Regions from separate parts of the Mus musculus genome. Here all the other regions are linked to region 1. A link is a contact called in public HiCAR-type, HiChIP or PLAC-seq, Micro-C, capture Hi-C and promoter capture Hi-C data. All regions are on one chromosome and are shown on one strand. The core of a region is the stretch at or near the end of the contact, and the rest is flanking DNA. Distances in the headings are between cores, read along the strand shown.

Evidence for each region. Promoter capture Hi-C pulls out the DNA fragments that hold promoters and counts their contacts. A called contact is a pair of places that touch in the nucleus more often than the background predicts. HiCAR-type assays count read pairs that join an accessible place to other places. HiChIP or PLAC-seq counts read pairs in DNA pulled down with a chosen protein or histone mark. Capture Hi-C pulls out chosen DNA fragments and counts their contacts.
Region 2: a contact with region 1 is called in an H3K4me3 HiChIP or PLAC-seq map of stem cell-derived neural progenitor cells, with 4 times the contacts expected there. The contact joins the promoter of Cry1 here to the promoter of Nt5dc3 in region 1. A contact is called at or near these places in 1 of 39 promoter capture datasets (pre-B cells), 3 of 115 datasets of contacts at active chromatin or transcription factors (astrocytes, stem cell-derived neural progenitor cells and thymic regulatory T cells) and 1 of 9 other capture datasets (adipose tissue).
Region 3: a contact with region 1 is called in a promoter capture Hi-C map of hippocampal neurons, with 6 times the contacts expected there. The contact joins the promoter of Dram1 here to the promoter of Nt5dc3 in region 1. A contact is called at or near these places in 2 of 39 promoter capture datasets (embryonic stem cells and hippocampal neurons) and 2 of 115 datasets of contacts at active chromatin or transcription factors (embryonic stem cells and trophoblast stem cells).
Region 4: a promoter capture Hi-C map of hippocampal neurons shows a contact between it and region 1, with 6 times the contacts expected there. The contact joins the enhancer-like site here to the promoter of Nt5dc3 in region 1. A contact is called at or near these places in 3 of 39 promoter capture datasets (the 3T3-L1 cell line, hippocampal neurons and liver), 1 of 484 Hi-C or Micro-C datasets (cortical neurons), 1 of 115 datasets of contacts at active chromatin or transcription factors (astrocytes) and 1 of 9 other capture datasets (embryonic stem cells).
Region 5: a contact with region 1 is called in a capture Hi-C map of embryonic stem cells, with 5 times the contacts expected there. The contact joins the promoter of Washc3 here to the promoter of Nt5dc3 in region 1. A contact is called at or near these places in 6 of 39 promoter capture datasets (the 3T3-L1 cell line, the C10 cell line, embryonic stem cells and 3 more), 1 of 484 Hi-C or Micro-C datasets (CD4 T cells), 1 of 115 datasets of contacts at active chromatin or transcription factors (embryonic stem cells) and 2 of 9 other capture datasets (embryonic stem cells and liver).
Region 6: a Micro-C map of embryonic stem cells shows a contact between it and region 1, with 5 times the contacts expected there. The contact joins the promoter of Btbd11 here to the promoter of Nt5dc3 in region 1. A contact is called at or near these places in 2 of 484 Hi-C or Micro-C datasets (CD4 T cells and embryonic stem cells).
Region 7: a HiCAR-type map of astrocytes shows a contact between it and region 1, with 4 times the contacts expected there. The contact joins the promoter of Parpbp here to the promoter of Nt5dc3 in region 1. A contact is called at or near these places in 3 of 39 promoter capture datasets (the C10 cell line, hippocampal neurons and pre-B cells) and 2 of 115 datasets of contacts at active chromatin or transcription factors (astrocytes and pancreatic cancer cells).

What each region holds. Positions count from the first base shown.
Region 1 is chr10:86,777,602-86,780,307 of GRCm38.p6, reverse strand. It overlaps Nt5dc3 (5'-nucleotidase domain containing 3), which reads right to left and starts at 1,303. Exons shown (of 14, transcript NM_175331.3): 1 at 997-1,303. The coding sequence starts at 1,198.
Region 2 is chr10:85,183,716-85,186,421 of GRCm38.p6, reverse strand. Cry1 (cryptochrome 1 (photolyase-like)) reads left to right here and starts at 1,368. Exons shown (of 13, transcript NM_007771.3): 1 at 1,368-2,108. The coding sequence starts at 1,951.
Region 3 is chr10:88,355,765-88,358,470 of GRCm38.p6, reverse strand. Dram1 (DNA-damage regulated autophagy modulator 1) reads left to right here and starts at 1,396. Exons shown (of 7, transcript NM_027878.2): 1 at 1,396-1,679. The coding sequence starts at 1,549.
Region 4 is chr10:88,326,033-88,328,738 of GRCm38.p6, reverse strand. All of the region lies in intron 5 of Dram1 (DNA-damage regulated autophagy modulator 1), which reads left to right. Among named protein-coding and RNA genes, the nearest start is that of Gm51779, 9.4 kb to the left of the region's middle. Within about 2 kb of position 1,373, at least 25 of the 459 cell types and tissues checked have an H3K27ac peak or open chromatin away from gene starts, as enhancers often do. A contact at or near this core is called in hippocampal neurons, where this site is marked.
Region 5 is chr10:88,199,787-88,202,492 of GRCm38.p6, reverse strand. Washc3 (WASH complex subunit 3) reads right to left here and starts at 1,396. Exons shown (of 7, transcript NM_026070.3): 1 at 1,201-1,396; 2 at 583-681. The coding sequence starts at 1,251.
Region 6 is chr10:85,385,468-85,388,173 of GRCm38.p6, reverse strand. Btbd11 (BTB (POZ) domain containing 11) reads right to left here and starts at 1,360. Exons shown (of 17, transcript NM_028709.2): 1 at 1-1,360. The coding sequence starts at 845.
Region 7 is chr10:88,145,576-88,148,281 of GRCm38.p6, reverse strand. Parpbp (PARP1 binding protein) reads left to right here and starts at 1,341. Exons shown (of 11, transcript NM_029249.2): 1 at 1,341-1,786. It overlaps Nup37 (nucleoporin 37), which reads right to left and starts at 1,290. Exons shown (of 10, transcript NM_027191.2): 1 at 1,210-1,290; 2 at 1-120. The coding sequence starts at 58.

The DNA of each region.
Region 1 (2,706 bases), core at 54-2,553:
GCCTGGAATACACAACCCATCTCAAAACACTTGCCTGGCCAAAACCAATAAGCCACTCTTTCAAAGAAGTCTCCATTGCTTACACCTCGGAATGTGTTGTGAAGATATTCCAGGTGGGTTTTGTTTCACTTGAACAGGCATGTGGCCAAAGATGCAAATGGAAATCCTACAAAAACGTTCCCTCACCAACCCCCTTCCTCATGTAGCACCCTCCCCAAACCACCCCCTCCCCAAATCCCAGTGTCCTCTGACAGCTTCAGTGTCTGTGCTTCACTGGCCCTTTACTCCAGGTTCCAAACGTTTGACTGCAAGAAGCACAAAGCAACACACAGGACAATGGATTCCCGACCCTGAGTCAAAATCAGTTTTTGCTTAGGCCCCTTGCTCGCCCTTCCCGTCTACATAATGGACATGACCCCCTCCTCCGGAGGCTATGGGCGATTCAGAGTCGACATCAATACCTGATACTATTATAATCTGGTTCCTCTTTCCATTCCTTCTCCGATTCCCTAACCGCCCAGCCAAGCTCTTTCTCAGTTCACCTGACCACAAGTATTCCTCTTCTCCTCGCAGAGGGCGGTGGATAACCAGACCACCCTCCCCTTTCAAACAGCACATTTTATCTACTCCACCCTGCAAAAGGGAGACCGGCTCATCCTCCTGACCCAGTCGCCTGCGCTGGAGCCTGTCTAGGACAGCGCGGCAGCAAGCTGGGCTGCTACTACCATTCCCAGGGTGAATGACACCTAACGGTGTTTGGGGGAATGTCTTCCTACCGACGCCCTTGGAACTCTCGCAGCGGCCCAGAGCACTTGCGATGTACACTCCAGATTTAACAATCCCCAGGTATGAAATAGCTTCCCCGGCGGGGGAAAGCCAAAAAAGAGTTGCGAAGTTTTAGAGTCGCCTTCCCCGCGGGGGCCGCGCGACAGAGGCAGGGTGCGGGGGACCCGAGGGGTCCTCGAGTGGGCGGCGCAAGCTGGGACACGCACTCACCGTCCGTGCTCCTCTTCGCCTCGTGGTAGCGCGCCCACAGGTAGCTTTTCATGTCCACGGCAGCCGGGGCAGCCGGGGCAGAGCACAGGCGCCGAGCGCAGCCCGAGCGCGGTCGTTCTCGAGCCACGGCCCCGCCGCAACTCCGCAGCCCTGCCGCCGCCCTCGCCCCGGCCCCGCGGGCCGCCGCTGCCACCGTGGCCATGCTGCCTCTAAGCTGCCAGTGGCACGGATGGCCAGCGTCGCGAGGCTCCGGGACGCACGCCGGCAGTTCCTACGTCTGAGCAAGTGCCGGCGCGGCCCAAGAACCACCCACGGTGGGGCGGAGCCGGGGGCGAGGCTGGGGAGGTGGGCGGGTTCTAGAGGGAAGCAGGAGGCGGGGTCAAGGATTAGGCTAGGAGCTGCGGGATGGGTGGGGCCTGAGCTGGGTCAGGGGCGGGGCCTGGTTGGAAAGAGGAATGCCCCGGCTGAGTAAAGAATAGGGTCTAGAGAGAGAATGAGTTGGACCATCTCGATTGCGTCAGAGGCAGAGTCAGGGACCGAACCTGGGGAGACAGAGCCGGGGGCCTAGGCCAGTTAGAGGCTGGGTCAGGTGTGGGCCTGTGGAAATGGAGTGGGACGGAGTCTGGGTTGAGTCAAAGGCGGAGTCAAGGGCGAGGCCTTAGAGAAAGCGGGTTGGGCGTGGCCGGAGCTGCCAGGGCTCAGCGCCCGGTCGGCTGCGGTCACTTCCTGACCCGCGAGGCAGGAGGGGGCGGAGGGTGGTTGAAGTCACACGGGCTAGGATGACTCATCTCCGACCCTATCGCTGCCAGCAAGACTCTGCTCTACCTTCCTCTTGCCTTCCGTGGCGGGCCCCAATTCTGATTGCACTGATGAGTGTACGCACTATCCATCTCTGATCCCAGTCTCTGGAATGCGACCCACTCCGTGTCAAAGGCTTCTGCAGGTATCTCCTGGATCTCAGGTGCCTCTCTGAGACTGCCCTGAGGCTGAGCTTGGGCCTATCCAAGAGTTGCCCTTTAAAGAGTTGCTGGGCCGAGATTACACTCGAGGTCTAAAGTCGTCTGCAAGATCCTGCCCCTGAAGACTCCCGATAAATGTAAATTTCCTTAACAGTGCAGGCCTCTGGAAAGCCGGGTTCCCACCTCCAGAGAGGTCCTCCGGACATGATTAGCAGTCTCCTGCCCACGCTGGCAGCACGCTTGGTACCTGTTCCACTCACTTGCTTAACTGCACTTATTCCATGCCGCTCCTGCGGGACTTTCTATCACCAATTCAAGACCTACCTGAGAAACACTGGGCCCCAAGAAATTCCCAAAGTATCCCATGGTGACCACTGAGTAGGGGGGGGCGGTTATAGTGGGAATGGCTAGAATAATGAGAGGACAGACAAGGCACAGTGTGAGACAACCCCAAGCATTAGCGACTCAAGTTGTGGGCTGGAAGAGTCAGATGTTTTTGTGGAAGGTGATGACACTGGAGCTAGTCCCTGACTGATAATGAAAACCATTAATAGAAAGCTGGCTGTATATTTTATCGCATACACTCTTCCCAGCTGTCTTAAAAGGAACGTACCGCGTCTCTCCTTTAAACACAATGAAACCGAGGCACAACAGAGGTGAGATTGCTTGCCTATCGTCACAGAGCTGAGTCCCCTCTTCTGTTGGGTGGTAGGGAGGACGGTAGCTAGAAAGTAATCCTTAACTGTTACAG
Region 2 (2,706 bases), core at 119-2,618, 1.6 Mb after region 1:
CTAGGACTCAGGGATAAGAGCAAAACCAAGAGCCATCTTCAGTTACACAGCAGGTTCAAGGTAAGCCAGGGCTCCGCGAGACCCCGTCTCAACAAAAAGGGCATTGTATGTCTAAGGCATGGCCTGTAGGTTATGGCTAGGAAGTCTGGTAAAGATGCACATGTGGCCCTGTGTTCTCATTAGACTTCAATTGCTTTGATAAAACATCATGAGCAAAAGCAACTTGGCCAGGAAGGAAGGGGTTTGTTGCCGTTTACAGTTAATAATCCATCGTGGGGAGAAGTCAGGGCAGAAATTCAAAGCAGAAACCTGGAGATAGAGGGCTGAAGCAGAAGCCATGGAGGAAAGCCGTTTTGGTTCCCTGTGGCTTCCTCAGCCTGCTTCCATATACAACCCGCCTAGGGCTACCAGCCTAATGGTGGCGCCACACACACTGGTCGGGTCCTTCCACATCACTCATTAATCAAGAAAGTGCCCAGACTTCCCTACAGGCAACCTGATGGAAGTCTTTACTACAATTAAGGTTCCTCTTCCCATTTAACTTCAGTTGAAGAAAAAAAAAAAAAAAAAAAAAAAAAGCAAAGCAAAAAGCCCAAAAACCTAATCAAAATACCTTCTAAACTACACTTCATGTAATAGATTAGAGTTGATAAATTGACGATGTATCTACAGTATTATGAAATGCTGAATATCTGAGATCGGACCTGTCTTCTCCAGAGCTTGGGCAAAGGTGCCCGCCCCAAACAGTAAAAAAGGCTAACGGCGTGATTTCTGCTCCTTTCAGAGCAGGGGACTCCGATTAACACCTGATTGAAGCTGGGTGAGAGGCAGGACTGTGCCTCGGTTGCCTCTCACCCAGCCCAGCAATAACTCTCAGGGCACACGGAACTGGCTTCAGACCTTCCACACAACCCATAGGAAGAGCCCTGGGCGCGCTCCCGCGTCCTAGCCTCTTCTCTTCCACCGCGAGAGCGCAGCGCACGCGCGCCGTGCCCGGCAGAGCGCGCGCCCGCGAGCTCCCCGCAGCCCCGTGCTCATCCGGGTCCCCGCGAGCCTCGGCCAATGGAGGCGGCTCCCGGCCCCGGGAGCAGAACTATGCCTCCTCCCCCTTCTCGCGGCCTGTGGCCCCCGCGAGCGGCCTGGGGCTCAGGAGACCCGCAGAGGCTGCGAGTCCGGATCCCACGCGAGAACTCAGGTCGTGAGCGCCCAGCGATCGCAACCGGTCCCGAAGCACCGGGCGCGGCGGCGCACGCGGGGGTCTGAGCCAGTGTAGTAAACACACTTCAGAAACGTGAGGTGCCGGTGGTCACGTGGGGTGCATGCCGCCCAATGAGAAGCCGGGGGCGGGGCGGAGGCCGCTGACGCGGCGGAGTCACCCGGGCAGCCTCGGGACCGGTGACCGGCAGGCGAGCGTCCCGCGGCCTGGAGCTCTAGCCCGCGCTCTCCGAGCTCGCTGCCCACTCCGGGACGCACAGGCCGCGTCGCGCGGAGGCCGCGTGAGCTCGTGTCCGTTCGTGGAGGCCGCCTCGGGCGCGCCACCGTCTCCTCGCGGGTCGCCTCGGTTGGGCGAGGTTTCCGTGACGAGCCTCCCGGGGCTGCTGCGACCAGCTCGGGCCGTCGTGGCGGCTCGGGCCCCGCGCGCTCGCTTGCGCTCCGGGGGTCTCAGGCCCTGGAAGGTATGCGTGTCCTCCGGACGCTGGGCGCGGGCTCCTGAAGGACGTCGCGCGTGGATCCCGGCGCCTCGGCAGCCTCCATTCATCTGCCAGCTGCGCGCTCGCCACCTCCGCGCCCCGCCTCGGCGTCGCCTCCTCCCGTCCCCTCTCTGCAGCCCTTTCCCCACTCCTCGGGTGAGGAGGTTTTCTTGGAAGCGCAGGTGTCGGTTATGAGCCCGGCTTCCCTCCCTTGAAGCTCTCGGTAGAGGAAGTCGGGGTGACCCGCCGCGCCCCGAGCATGGGGGTGAACGCCGTGCACTGGTTCCGAAAGGGACTCCGGCTCCACGACAACCCCGCCCTGAAGGAGTGCATCCAGGGCGCCGACACCATCCGCTGCGTCTATATCCTCGACCCCTGGTTCGCCGGCTCTTCCAACGTGGGCATCAACAGGTGGCGGTGAGTCCGAAGCGCTTGGGAAATCAATCGATCGCGGTGTGCGCGAGTCGGGTGTCGATGCGTTAGTGTCAGATCTGAGATTTGGTTTTAGTCCAGGGACCGAATTGCCTACATCGTTAAAGAATTGTAGATGTGGTCAATATTAAATAGTACAGACTTAGTAGTAGAGATTATTGACGACCCTGAAACACTTTAGCTTTTACCGGTAAGTTATGTGTCTGTGTTGATGGGAACGCCTTCCCTGATTTGCGAGAAATAACTAGGAGGAGAATTAAACACTCCCAGATCATAATGGCCTTGATATCTTAGGCCTCCGAAAGGGTTGTAATCTTTAATGTTGACGTGTGTGTCTAGGTAACTCATAGTGTGGAGAAAAACCATTCATTTATTATAGCGGGCTCCGGATCCAGCTTTCTTCCCCCTTGAGGTTAGAGGAGGAAAAGCAAGGGAAAGAATTAGCTGGTTTCCCAACTCTCTCTCTCAACTCCTCCTTGTGGTTGACAAGACAAAGCACAGTTTTTCTTTCGAGGCAAAGTATAATCCTTCTAGGGAATTGCGACTGGAAGAAATCCTCCGGACATTTTGTGAGCTGTGCCTG
Region 3 (2,706 bases), core at 147-2,646, 1.6 Mb before region 1:
CCTGGCTTTCTCTTCCTCTCCTTTTTATTCACTCAGAGCCCATGGGATGGTGCTGCTTGCTTGAAGTTAAGCCTTTTTGGGAAATGCCTTCAGAGACACATCCATGGTGTGTTACATTAATATTCTAGGTATCTCCTAATATCATTAAGTTGGCAATTGAAATGAATCATCATTATGCTGGCTTTCCTCAAAATTAGCATATTCATTGTAATTAACAAAAATCCCTTAAGTAGTCTGCATTTGTCTTTGGGTATACAGCTTTACCTTGTATCTTAGTCAGGGTTTGTATTCCTGCACAAACATCATGACCAAGAAGCAGGTTGGGGAGGAAAGGGTTTACTCAGCTTACACTTCCACATTGCTGTTCATCACCAAAGGAAGTCAGGACAGGAACTCACAATCCCTGTAGGCTATTCCCTAGCATGGTATGGCACACAAGGCACATTTATGTGGCTGAGATGAACCTGTATTAGGTCATCTATGGCCAAAAGTGGGCTCAGAATTCCCAAACTATAGCTCAGACCCGCAGAGCTGGCCAGTGCTTCAGGAACACCAATTGGTTTGGTTTAGGTGGTGTCTGGCTGGGTGGATCTGAAATGGATCAAGTCATCTTGTCTTGCTGCTAGGAAATAAATACTCCAAGTAGAATTGGTGGGAACAGATATATACTCCAAGTAGCTTTTGGTGGGTGGGCCAGGGCTGGATCCAACCCTTTCTGTCACTTGCCTGAATTAGATCCTTTGTCCATTCTAGGCAAGTGCTCTACCATTGGGCTAAATTTCCAGCTCTTTAGAGGGCGGCTCACTAAGCTGCGAATTCAGACCTTGAACTTGTGATCCTCCTGCTTCAGCCTCCTTAGTAGCCAGGCAGCAGGGATGACAGACTTGTGCTATCAGGCCTGGTTACTATGCGATTTGGCTTTCCCGCTGCTTATCACAAAGGTGTATGTGACGTCCATGCCCAGTGGCCCAAACACCACTGAGCCCCTTTGCCTGAACCCCAGAACCCATAGCGGGACCCGATGGGGTGCGCATCACTGGTGGCCAAGGCTCTGGAAGGAAGCTCAGTGGGTGCTGGAGAGAGAGGCTCAGAGGAAAAACCCCCAAGGGAAGGAGGAGCTGGGAATCCAGCCAGTTTGGCGGGACTTGCCCAAGAGCTGGCCAGCCTCGCGGGGTCCCGCGTCTCCCGCCGCACCCACCCGTCGCTGTATCAAGCAAAAGCGAAAGGAAGCCGAGCGGTCCCGCGTGGCGTGGCGTGGGCGGGGAGGTGGCTGCGCGCTCTAGCTCCGCGGGACCAGGCTGCCGCTTTGTGACTTCACCGGTTTCGCAACAAGCCAGGACCGCCCGCGCCCCACCCACCCGGCTGCCCGTCCGCCCTCCGCCCTCGGGTCTCTGAGCGCTTCCCTCCCTCCGGGGCTGGGCCTGTCCCGGCCGTCCCGGAGTCTCTGTCCCGCCGCGCCGTTAGCTGTCTGTGTCTTGGCCACCGCCTCCAGGCAGTCCGCAGCAAGCCAGCTTCTTGGTCCGACGAGCTCAGCGCCCTCTCACCGCGATGCTGTGCTTCCTCAGGGGAATGGCTTTCGTCCCCTTCCTCCTGGTGACTTGGTCGTCCGCAGCCTTCATCATCTCCTACGTGGTCGCGGTGCTCTCTGGGCACGTCAACCCCTTTCTCCCCTATATCAGGTGAGGGGCAAGAGGAGCGTGAGGGAGGGACCAGGTGAGCTGAGAGGGAGGGAAGGCGTGCAAGCCAGGCATGGGTAGTGGAAATTCTTGAGGTAGTGGAAAGGTGTGACAAGATAATCTCTGGGATCCCCGGGCAAGTTTAGAGAGTCAGGAAGCACGTGTGGGTTCTGCCTTTAATGAGAAACAGTGCTCAGAGCCGCGCATCAAGCAGACAGCTAGACAGCTGGTGGCACCTTTAGACCTGGGGTATGGGATAAAATCTTGGGGAGAGCCTTCTTTGGTGACACTCAGACAAGGAGAGTTCCTAAGATACCATTTATTGTAAGTAGATCCAGGCATGTGGCAAACCGCTCACTTATTTCTCTTCCCAACAACTCCTGGCTCCTCCCCTCCCTCCCTCTCCCCCTCTCTGTCTCTGAGACTGGATCTCCCTATGTAGCCCAGGTTGGCCTGAAGTCTAGGGTGGTATACACAAGTCTACCTTCTTCTGCTTCTCTAGTGCTGGGATTTAAAAGTCTTCACCACCACAGGGGGCTCATTTCTAACAGCTAAAATTTCTTTTCCATGAAAGAAAATGGAGGTTTAAACTGGTGGAGATACACCAGTAGGTCATTGGCGTAAAAGCAACCCTGGACCCCTTGTGCCAACAGCAGCACCTTTAGGATGGACCTGCCTCATACTCCTCTGGACCTGGTGCCTCTAAAGTCAGAGTCCTCAAGTTGTCAAAACCTGTGAAGTTTCTTGCCCTTATTTATTACTTTGTTTCCTACTTAGTCTCCGTCTTTCCTGAGGGTCCTTTATCCACAGCTGGGACAACAGCTTGATCCTCCTTTTTTGTTTATTAGATATTTTCTTCATTTACATTTCAAACCCTATCCCCAAAGTCCCCTATACCCTCCCCCCACCCTGCTCCCCAACCCACCCACTCCTGCTGCTTAGCCCTGGCATTCCCCTGTACTGGGGCATATGATCTTCAAAAGAAAGGCCCTCTCCTCCCATTGATGGCCGACTAGGTCATCCTCTGCTA
Region 4 (2,706 bases), core at 124-2,623, 1.5 Mb before region 1:
AGTTGTGCAATGGCAGGAACATGGGATTTGCTGTTGCTTTGGGTTTTTTTTTTTTTTCCAGACAGGGCTTCTCTGTGTAGCGCTGGCTATCCTGGAACTCACTGTATAAGCCAGGTTGACCTTGAACTCACAGCAATCCACCGGCCTCTACCACCTGAGCATGTGTGCCACCACTGCCTGGTGTTTGGGTTCTCTTAAAAGCAAAAGGTCTTTTTTTTTCCCCCTGACTCTTGAATCTCTTGTGTTCAGGGAAACTGGTCAGTTTGGGGAGCCACCTTCTGCCTTAGTATGTGTCAGTGTGGCCAGAGTGGATAGATGATGCTCGGGACACAAGACAGATGAGAGAGAGTAACAGGGGGCTTTTCAAGGGGCAAGAAGAATGTCTTCAACCGAAACAAACAGGAAGACAACTGGGCCAATGGAAGAGCCAGACTGTGCTGGGCTGCTCTCAGACAGTTCTCATGAACTGAGTCTATGGGAATGTCCAGGAGCAAGCACAGCTGTGGGGAAGTGGGTCCCCAAGGAGGCCTGGAGTTCAATGGGCAAACAGTGGCCGTCTTCTGCCAAACATAACACTTTGAAAGTAAGAACGATTATGAATTGAAGTCTGATAGTGTGTTGTAGAACCACAGAAGCAATAGTTAATTCCCACCTCAGGTTAGGGCATGGTATCTATCCCAGAGACCAAGAGAAGGACATTTTTTAAAAAGGGAAATAGTTGTTCTTGGCGGACATAGCTGAGCAGTTCGAGGAACAAGGGTCCTGGATTTAAGCAGAAAGAAAGTGTTTTTTCAAAAAAAAAAAAAGTTTCAGAAAAATGTTGGGTGATAGGCTAACGCTAAGAGGTGAGAGGAAGGGTGTGGGTGCATTGATGGGCAGAGGAACCGTGTGATTAGTGCAGGAGTTTTCAAAAAGCACCCAAGGTTCTCAATGGAAGCCATCAAGACAGCTACGGGGATAATGCTGAAGGAAAGAATTCTCTGGCTAGGATTTCTAAAAGTGTTTTAACTAGCTTGTCAAAAGGTCACAGTGCCCTGCCTGAAGGATGCTCTCTCCTCTGGTCAAGGAGACTGACATGGATAGAGTGAGTCTGGGTGTACTTCAATTCTCAGCCACTAGGTGACAGTGTTTCACCACAAATAAAGTGCAATCCAGGGTTTAGCATGCTGAAAATCCGTTAGCTTCGTCCATTTTCTATCTGAAATTGTAAAAAGGAGCAGGGTAGGGCGGGTGGCTCATGTTTACGATCCCAGAACTCCAAAGGCCAAGGCAGAAGGAGCATGACTTTAGGACCAGCCTGGGCCATGTAGAGAACTTGGCCTTAACAAAAAGAGCATCGAAGTATCTAGTATCTGGTTTTCTCTTTACTGAAGCCCTCCAATGCTGCCTTCTGTTTCCAGTACCAATGGCTGCGGAGAGTAGTAGTTAGGCACTGACCTGAATTCCATGTAGTATATTAAGCTTTCTTTATATTATACCCTTTGTATCAGCATGCCTGAAGGGGAGGGTGAGGATTGTAACTCTTTGCCATTCATATAGCTAATTCTGCATTTATACACAGACTAGAGAAGTTGGGACTCTGATTCCATGCCCTCTGTATCATGTGGCTCAGGCTATCAGGTTTGGCCGCAGGGCCTTAAACATAATGAGCCATCTGCCATGCTTACCCTTACATAGTCTTTGAATATTTGTGTTATGTGTATGTGAGTGTGTGTTGCCTTCATGTAAGCATTCACGCCATGTGCTTGCTTGGTGCTCTCGGTTGGAGGCAGAAGAGGGTTGGGATCCCCTGGAACCGGAGGTGCAGACACTCGTGAGCCACTATGTGGGTCCTGGGAAACAAGCCCTGTCCTCTGCAAGGGCAGAAGGTGCTCTTAACCTCTGAACTGGCTCTATTGCTCCTTTTTGTAAGCCATCTTCATTGTCCAGGAATGATCTGGGTGGGGTAGGGTATGACTGCTGCTGGCACCAACAATTAGTGGGCGCTGGTCTCTGTCCTTGATCGGACTGGCCGTGCTCTCCTCAGTTGTGACCCTGGGTGAGAACAATAGTTGGAGGTGAACATCTGTAGAGCAGAGTCTGACGTCATCCATTAAATCTGTGGACGAGCAGAAGGTCGAAGAAAAGGGCCATCGTCCTAGAACTGACTTGTTTACTTGACAGCACGGGCCTCAGACCAAGTGTCTACAGACTAGGCATATAAGCAGATCAGAATGCAGATGAGGGTAAAGAAATACTTAGAGAGTGCTTTTAAGTAAATTATAGTGTTTTAAAAAGCAGATGAACATACATACGTACATACATACATATATACATGCATGCACACATGCAGAAAAGGAGATGGGAGGGAAGGGGACACACACACACACAGACAGACAGGTAGACAGACAGAGGGATACTCATGCATATATGGGGGCCTTTTTTACTTCTGAAACAGCATTGACATATTATTTTCCTATTTTGTGAAGATGAAGTATGTCGGCTAGAAGTGTAGTTCAGTGCTAGAACACTTTCCTCGCTTATGCAAGGCCCTGGGTTCAATCCCCAACGCCACGGAAATAAATAAATAAATAAATAAATAAATAAATAAATAAATTTCAAATTAAATAAAATCAAGAGAAATGGAATCAGCTGATAAAACATGGGCTTTGACCTTGTCTAGCTCAACCTCCACCTGCTTCATCGTTTCTCAACTCCAGACGCGGC
Region 5 (2,706 bases), core at 147-2,646, 1.4 Mb before region 1:
ATTCAGTTTCAATATATATTCCCCATTTTCCTCTAAAATAAACAAAAAACAAAACTTTTTGCAAGCTCAGGAGAGGTTCCTGGACCTGGCACCTAATTCTTATCTATGTACTTAATTATCACTTCATGATGTATCCAGTTATTTGCAGAAAAGTATTTTTTGAAACATGTATCTCTAGGCTGCCTCCATGAATCCTTTTTGGCACAAAGGATGGAAAGCAATTCGATATAAACTCGAACATACATTTAAAATGTAATCTCTAGAATAGGAAGATGAAACAAAACCTTTCAAATAAAAAAAAAATTCCACTGTGAAATTCTGGAATTCCCTTTGTTATAATTACAACAAACTTGGCTGAGCTATCTCATGGAAGCTTCTAGAATACTAATTCAGTTGAGACAGCGCACAGGACTTATGGGGACAGAATCAGAGATGCTAAGGCCTTAAGACATTTGAATTTCATGGCAAAGTGAACACACGAAGGCTGTAATTCTTGTTTGACTTCATTTGACTACATTTGTCACCACGAAAGACGGAAGGCGACTTCTCGGCCGCTCCATGAAGTAGTAGCCCGGGACCTACCTCCTCACAAACTGCGGAAAACCGGTTGAGAAACTGCACAGTGTGCACCACAAACTGGTTTAGAAAGGCCACGGTTCTTTTCTGTTGAATAGCTGGCACCTGTGTCATGTAAAAAAGCAAACACGATTCTTACAGGAGAAACACACTCTCTGCAATCCTTTGGATATCTGGATTTCATAGAGGGGGATGGATGGTCTTTGCCCTGGGACATGTGGTTCACGAAGGGCTAAGAAGAGTCGCTGATTTGTTTTTCTGAATCTTGTGTGAGTCAAACACACACACACACACACACACACACACACACACACACACACACACACGAGCAGCTAGAGAGTCGAATAAGAGGTGAAGTGTCAGAGGTGGTACTATCTCCAGACTGTCAACCTCGGGCGTAGAGACACGTGATGTGGGGAGCAAAGGCTGCGTGGCACACCAATTCTTTTCTTAGCCCAGGAGGGACCCCTTTCAAAGTGGACTGCAGGGCTCCCCCCATTGCCCAGAGTAGGAAAACAGGGGCCCGGATTGGGCCTGGAGAGGTGGCGTCTCCCTGGGAACCAGGGCCCCTTGGCCAAGCCTCCTTCCCTGTTTGTCGGACGCTCAAGTCGGTCTTTTACAAACCTTGGTCAGGTCTATGCCTGACCCCATGAGAGGAAGCCCATCCTCATCCATCTCCTCAGCGGATGGGGACCCCGGGGCTCAGGCACAAGCTCCTCCCAGCCCAGTAGAGAGCCCAGACTCCTTTCCCAAGTTCCTGCCTTCGGGGCCTTTCCGGAAGAAAGCGCGAGTGTTCACCATTCAATGGGTGGCTTCAGAGAGGCCGCCCCGCCCCCTCGCTCTCGCTCAGCATTCTGGGATTGGTAGTTCATGATTCCGATTGTAAAATTGGGCCGGGGAAAAGCTGCTGATGAGCAGGTTTCACAGTTGCTGTTTTAGCTGTAAAATCTGAAAAAATCTGAAAAAGAAAAGGGGGTGGGTGGGTGGGAGTGGTGGAGTGAGGGAAAGAGACGGAGAGAGAAATAGAGAAAGAGAAACAGAAAGAGACAGATTCAGACAGACAGAAACAGGGAGACAGACGCAGGGTTGGGATGAGGTCAGACTGGGAAAGTTAGAAGCTGAGCTGTATCCGTTTTGAGATTTTAATTGCTTAGTCCTGTTACAAAACAAACAAACAAAAAAAAGATCCATAATTCACTGAAGAGCACTTCTCTTTTTGTGTAATCCTACTAAGTGCCAGATACTCTGTTAGCCCTTGTGAAGTCTAGAGAAGTCTGTCAGAACTTGTCTTCAGCCCTGGCAAGCCTCATGCACTGGAGATCCGTTTCTAAGGGTGTTTGTTTGTTTGTTTTGACATAACATAATTTCAAGCAACAACTGAGACACACAGCTGTGAAAGTGACTGCACTTACGTCATGTAAACGATCTTACACCTACAGTATGAAGATTTTGGTTCAGAGTTTGGCTGCACATTTTACCAGCGATGTGAGTTAGGGCAGGTCACCTAAGCAAAAGTAAACCTTTTTATTGTACCAAAACAAGTACTGAAGAAGTGACAGGATCTCCTCTGCTACACTAGTCAAAGGGAGGACATGCAGAATTTTGATGTGCAAAAGTTAGATGGACGTGCAAACAAACTCCTGTGAAAGTTGTGGCATTGCAAATTAGCATGTACAAACACTTGTAGATCCACGAGTACATGCACACCACATGCAAAGTGTGCGGTTCTGTGGATAATAGGAGCTTCTAAGTTGTACAAGAAGAGGAAGCCGACTTTAGTATCTACTTAACATTAAGAGCAGTTAAGATGACAATCTGGAATAAACCTTTGTCCAAACAAAGGTACAGAGACATGAGGGCATATGGCGTTTAAGGCAAAGGAAAGATTGTTTGGTGGTGTAAGTAGAAATGCCCAGAAGTGGAGAATAATGAAACAAGGCAGAAGTAGACACAAAAGCTGACGAAGGGCCTTTTATGGCAGAAGAAGAGTCATGTTTTTCTGAATGGGATTCGTGAGCTTCTGTTTGGGAGTGCTTCTTAAAACGCCCACTCCAGGGCCGGGCGTGGTGGCGCACGCCTTTAATCCCAGCACTTGGGAGGCAGAGACAGGTGGATTTCTGAGTTCGAGGC
Region 6 (2,706 bases), core at 111-2,610, 1.4 Mb after region 1:
GCTCCGGGGCCTGAGCCGGGGCCTGGGCCAGAACCGGAGCTGGAGCCAGGGCCAGGACCGCTACAGCTACGAGGTAGCCCGGAGGCCAACACCCGCGAGTAGATGTCCCGGAAGAGACTCTCCATACAGGCGGTCAGGTAGATGGCGGCATGCTCGTGGATGCGCAGCGCCACGCGGCTGTCCACCATCCAGCGGTACACGCGGCCCACGGAGAAGGTGAGGCCGCAGCGCGCCGACTTGCCACGGCCCAAGCGGTCGCCGCCAGCGCTGCTCATGTTATAGAGGGACAGCGCGGCCAGCGCGGCAGCGGTGCAGTGAGCCGCCAGGCCCCAGGACAGTACGATCTCCATGGCACTCTGGATCTCGTACTTGGTGCACTTGGCGAAGCGCAGGCTCAGGCGCTGCGCCTCTTTAGCGATGCGCACTAGAGCCCGGCTTACCAGCATCGAGAGCTTGGCCAGCGCGTCCTTGGGCAGGCTGCCGGGGACCGCTGGGCCTGCCCGGGGATCCCGCGAGCGCAGCAGCAGCAACTCCAGTTCCTGGAGGGTCCAGGGGACCTCGTCGAGGTCCGGCAGCAACCGCGAGCAGTGCTGACCGGCGCAGTCCAGCCCCTCGGAGTCTTCCACCAGGGCAGTGTTGACGGTGTCAAAGCTGTTGTGCCGGCTGTGCATGGAGTCAGCTAAAGGCGGCCAGCAGCTCCCGCCATACGGGGACGCCGGGTGAGAGTCAGAACAGCACAGAGACAAGTTGGAGGAGCGCACAGAGTCCGCCGCGCCACCATAACCCGAGTCCAGCGTCAGATCTTCCAGCGTTCGCACCACAGGCTTCTTACCTCTCCTGGCCATCGCTGCGCCACTTCATGCTGCAGCCGCCGTGGAGCCGAGGGGAAGGAAAGGCAAGGATCTGTGGGCACCGGGGTCCTCGGGGACAGCGGGGCTCCACGTCGCCTAGGCTCACTTTCCCACCTGGCGTTGCCAGCAAGTGTCACTACTTTCGCCTGTCTCCCCGAGCCGTCACCACGGGAAGATACACGGCGGAACCTGAAGTCATCTTCTGGAGTCGGGGCCAGAGCGAGGGCGCACTGAGCCGCGAGCCAGGCCGGGAAGGAAGCTCCCGCCAGGACCCGCGCCTTTCATCCAAAATAAAAGTGTCTGGTCCTCTCCTCCCTGGGACCAGACGGATGCAGAAGCCTCCGAGAGCCGGCCACAGTGTCGATAGGACCTAGATCGCCCCAGATACGGCCGCCGCAGCTCGGCGGGCTACGGGCTCCCCCGGCTCCGGGATCCGGGCCGCGGTTCTCTTGAGCTCCCGCCCCGCACTAAAGCGCTGTAGCCAGGCGGCTGCAAAACCCTGCTGAGCCCCAGCAAACCAAGCAGTCAGAGGGCGGGCGCATGCAAAGCAGGGCCGTCGAAGAGCCAATGGAATCGGGGGATGCTAATTACTTAGGTTTTTTTTTTTTTTTTTTATTCCTCCCTTCCATGCGGCCCCGCCCCTCAGACACGCCCCCCCAGGCCTTGACCAGGGCTGCAGCTAGGAGGGATCCGCGGCCTAGGTGGAAGCCTGGAGAAGAACAGTCATCCTGCAACTGTAGCTTCCCTAGTTTCTGCTTTCGAACTATCGACAAAAATATCATTTATATCGTTATTTGTTCCACTCTGCGGTTCATAAAGTGTTTGTCCGAGGGTTACTTTCTGCTTTGGCATTTTAGATTTCTCTTTCCCTCCCACCAGCCCATACAAGATGCACGTTTCTCCTCCCTCTTCAGGCACCCTGACTAATTCAGGCGGGTGCCGCTTCTCAGCCTGGGTTTGCTCCAGCATGGAAGGAAATAAAACAGGAAAGTAGTGAGGGGGAGACTGATAATTGCCACTGGGAAGCGAATCTCTAGCCATAAACCACCTGTCACCAGGACTTTCTAGGTTTGTTCGGCAGACAGGAATCTACCCTTAAGTTCCAGGGTGTGTGTGTGTGTGTGTGTGTGTGTGTGTGTGTGTGTGTGTGTGTGTGTTCCGGCCACTCTGTGGTTCTGGTGGACAATGCTCTAGACTGCTCAAACTTAAATTTGTGCACAGGAGAATATTCTTTTCAGCTAAAGAAAGATACAAAATATATGTGTGTGTCTGCTGCATTTCTGTGTCTAACAGCATCATTGCTTGGCTATTTGTCTATCTCTACCTACCTTAGGAAAAACCTTATTCATTCAAAGATTCCTACCTCCCTTACACAATCCTATTCCTACAAGAAGCCCACCCTGATCTCCCAAAACTATCCTGGGTGTTTCCACCACCCCACCCTCTTCGATGGCTTCACATTTCTGGGCCCTTGTCACGCTGGCTTGCTACTATCTATTTATTTGTCTGGATCCCACATTGGGCTAGGGAGTTGTGGTAAATGTATGAGTCGACAAGGGAAGGACGTGCTTTGAACTGCTGGTTTGAACGTTCAACTGTGGCTGAAGGGATGTGAGAAGACACTCAACATCACTGGCCATCAGGGTAACTGCAAATCAGAACCATAAGGAGCTGCCAGCTCATGCCTGTTAGGATGGCGATTATCAGAAAGTCAAAAGATTACAAGCATCAACAAGGGTGTGGAGGATAAAGAAGAGTGTACTCTATTGGTGAGAAGGGAAATTGATATAGCTATTATGGAAAATAATGCCGAAGATCTTCAAAAAATTACTAATTAGAACTACCATGTGATCCA
Region 7 (2,706 bases), core at 92-2,591, 1.4 Mb before region 1:
GCACATAATCTTCGCAATCCACGGTGTACGCAGCATTTCTTGTAGCATCTTGCTTCATCTTGTATCCCAAAGCTGGAGCAGTTGTAAGAATCAAATAGTTGTTTATTGCCTGTCAGGAAACTGTGGATCACAAACAAAATTTACAAAGTGTTTGTCATTCAACAGAAGAATCATAATGGGGCTTGGTATAGCAATGTCAGAGCCAGCTCAAAAGAGAAGTCTGCTTATATTAACACACACATGAATAAATTTAATACAAATAGAGTCCTAAGATTATTAAGCAATAGAGATGCAGCACTATTTGTAGTTGGAAAGTTGTACTGACACTGTCATATGCAAGAGTACCATAAACGCCGGTACTACCAATAGTCCCTTCTTTGCCTATGAAGAAATTTGCCAAGTTCGTCAACAGGTTGAGGATTTAAAAGATTTAGCATGTGTTGGGCCTACATGCTAGAGAAAACACAAATACACACACCTGCCTATCTCAGGACTATGCTACATTATTTGTTCGAATTATATGACCTTTAACATTCTAATTTGACAGACCACCTGAACTATCAAGGGTCCGATGAACTGGAAAGTCCCACCCCTGCCTAAAGACACATGGAGTCCAAGAGCCTTGAAGGATAATATCAGGTAGCAATAGTTATAACCAACCATTACCCATGCAATAAAATAAGGAGATTAAAAAATACAGGCTCTGGAGTAATGTGTGATACTAACGTTATTAACACCTGTCACAATCCTCAACTAATTTGTCTCGAGACAGGTAGTGTGTACTGTAGAAATAGCATTCTCACGTGCAAATTAATTTTTACTTTGTTGTTAATGAAAAGGAGGCACCCTAGGCTAAGAAAGAACACGTAAAATCCTGAGTTATCTGCTGAGTTTTTTCAGATTAAGTCCCATCTCAGAGAGACTGGACACATGTTACGCGGGACCGGCAGGTGAGAAGACCATAGAGCAGAGAGGTATAAGGCATGCAGGGGACTTGAGGTCCGGATTTGATGGCAACCCCTGACCTCCAGGTCTTTAAAGCCCTGGGTCAATATTCCCAGGGTCCCTGGAGTTGTGTCCCCCACGCGTCGCCCGAGAAAACCCACTCCCACCTCGCGAGGTCACAAGGAAGAGCTCTGGAGAACAGGGAAGCGCCCCTGGGGAAGCAGCACAAGCTGGCGATCCCCGGTCACCGCACTCGATACGCACCTAAAGCAGGGGAGGCGACCTGGGCAAGGCTCTCCCGACCATAGGTGGCCAGGGCGTGCGCCCGCTCTGCTTCCGGGTCGGAGGGCGAGCGCGGCGATTGGTTCCCAGGTCGTGCCGCGAGATTTGAAAGGGACGCCGAGGCGATTCAAACCTCTGCCTTCCGGCGTCCTGGCTGCGCTGCTCCTCCCTCCGCTTGCACCCAGCCTGGGTCACTGGACGAGGTGGGTCTGGTCTCTTCTGTGCCCCCGGGTCGCAGTTCCAGTGGGCATTCGGGCTGCTGCTCTGCGAACGCATCTCGGTGACAGCGACGTGCCAGCCAGTGGCGTTGTCTGCGCAGTGGCTTCGCCCCGACTTCACGGTGTCCCGTGGAAAAAAAGACGCTAGGGCTTCGGCAAGACCGAAACCCATCAAAATCTTCTTTTAGTCCGTTAGATCGGGGATCTGGCACACGACGAGTGCAGGCTTCTCAGATTTTCTGTCGTTGCATCCTTCAGAGGGCCATTCCGGACCAGGCAAGAAGAATAACTGTCACCTGTCATCTTTTAATGGAGATTTGCTAAGTGCTGGCAATAAGGAGGTTGGCTATTTCCTTCACTGGTGCCTTATAATTCTGTTAAGTAGTCCCAATTATGGACGTGGAGAAATTTGTGGTAATCACGAGGTACAGCTAATGCAGGGGTGTGGTGGCAGGGATAGTTAGCTAAGTGTGGTGCTCTCTCACTTTACCTTCCAGCGACAACTACCTGTCTCAGATTTTCTGCTCCAGTGCACTTTGAATCCAGTTTAAAAGCAAGAGTTTATTCCCTCTGACACCTTCTGTTTTGTTCATATCCAGCGTCTCATCGAGTCTTCACAACAGGCTGGGAGGTAGAACAGAGGGGGCGGCATAGTCCTGATTGCTTTGTGACCATTCTTATACCTGGGCAGCCAGATCTAAAGTTAGGTAACCCTGGAAAAGCTGGAACTACAGTGGATATTGGCATGCCAGCCCAGATGCCTGTTGGTGAATAGCCAGATCTAGAACTAAACATGGTTTTACATGTTTAAATGGTTGATGGAAAAAAAAAATATTTCAGGCAAACTAATCATATCACCCATAGCTCATGCTTTTGTGTCTTCTTCAATTTTGTTTTTTAAGAGATAAATAGGAGATAACCTAGGTGCTCATCAGAGAATTGTGAGTGAGGCCTGGGGAGGTGGCTCACTGGATAAAGCGCCTGGACAGCTATGAGGACTGGAATCCAAATCCCCAGGGCTAACGGAGACACTGGTGTAGTAGTCTGCTTGCAACCCCAGTGTGCTAGAGGTGTAGACAAGTGATGCCGGGGCAAGTCAACAAGGTGGAGAGCAGTGGAGAAGACACTCAGTGTCAACCTTGGGCCTCCATACACATGTGCTTACATAAAGGCGAACATATACACACAGCAGACTTGTAAAAAGAGACACAGAGAAGACTGGAAGTAGAGAGGGGACTGATTCCATAGCATGGCTGCCTAG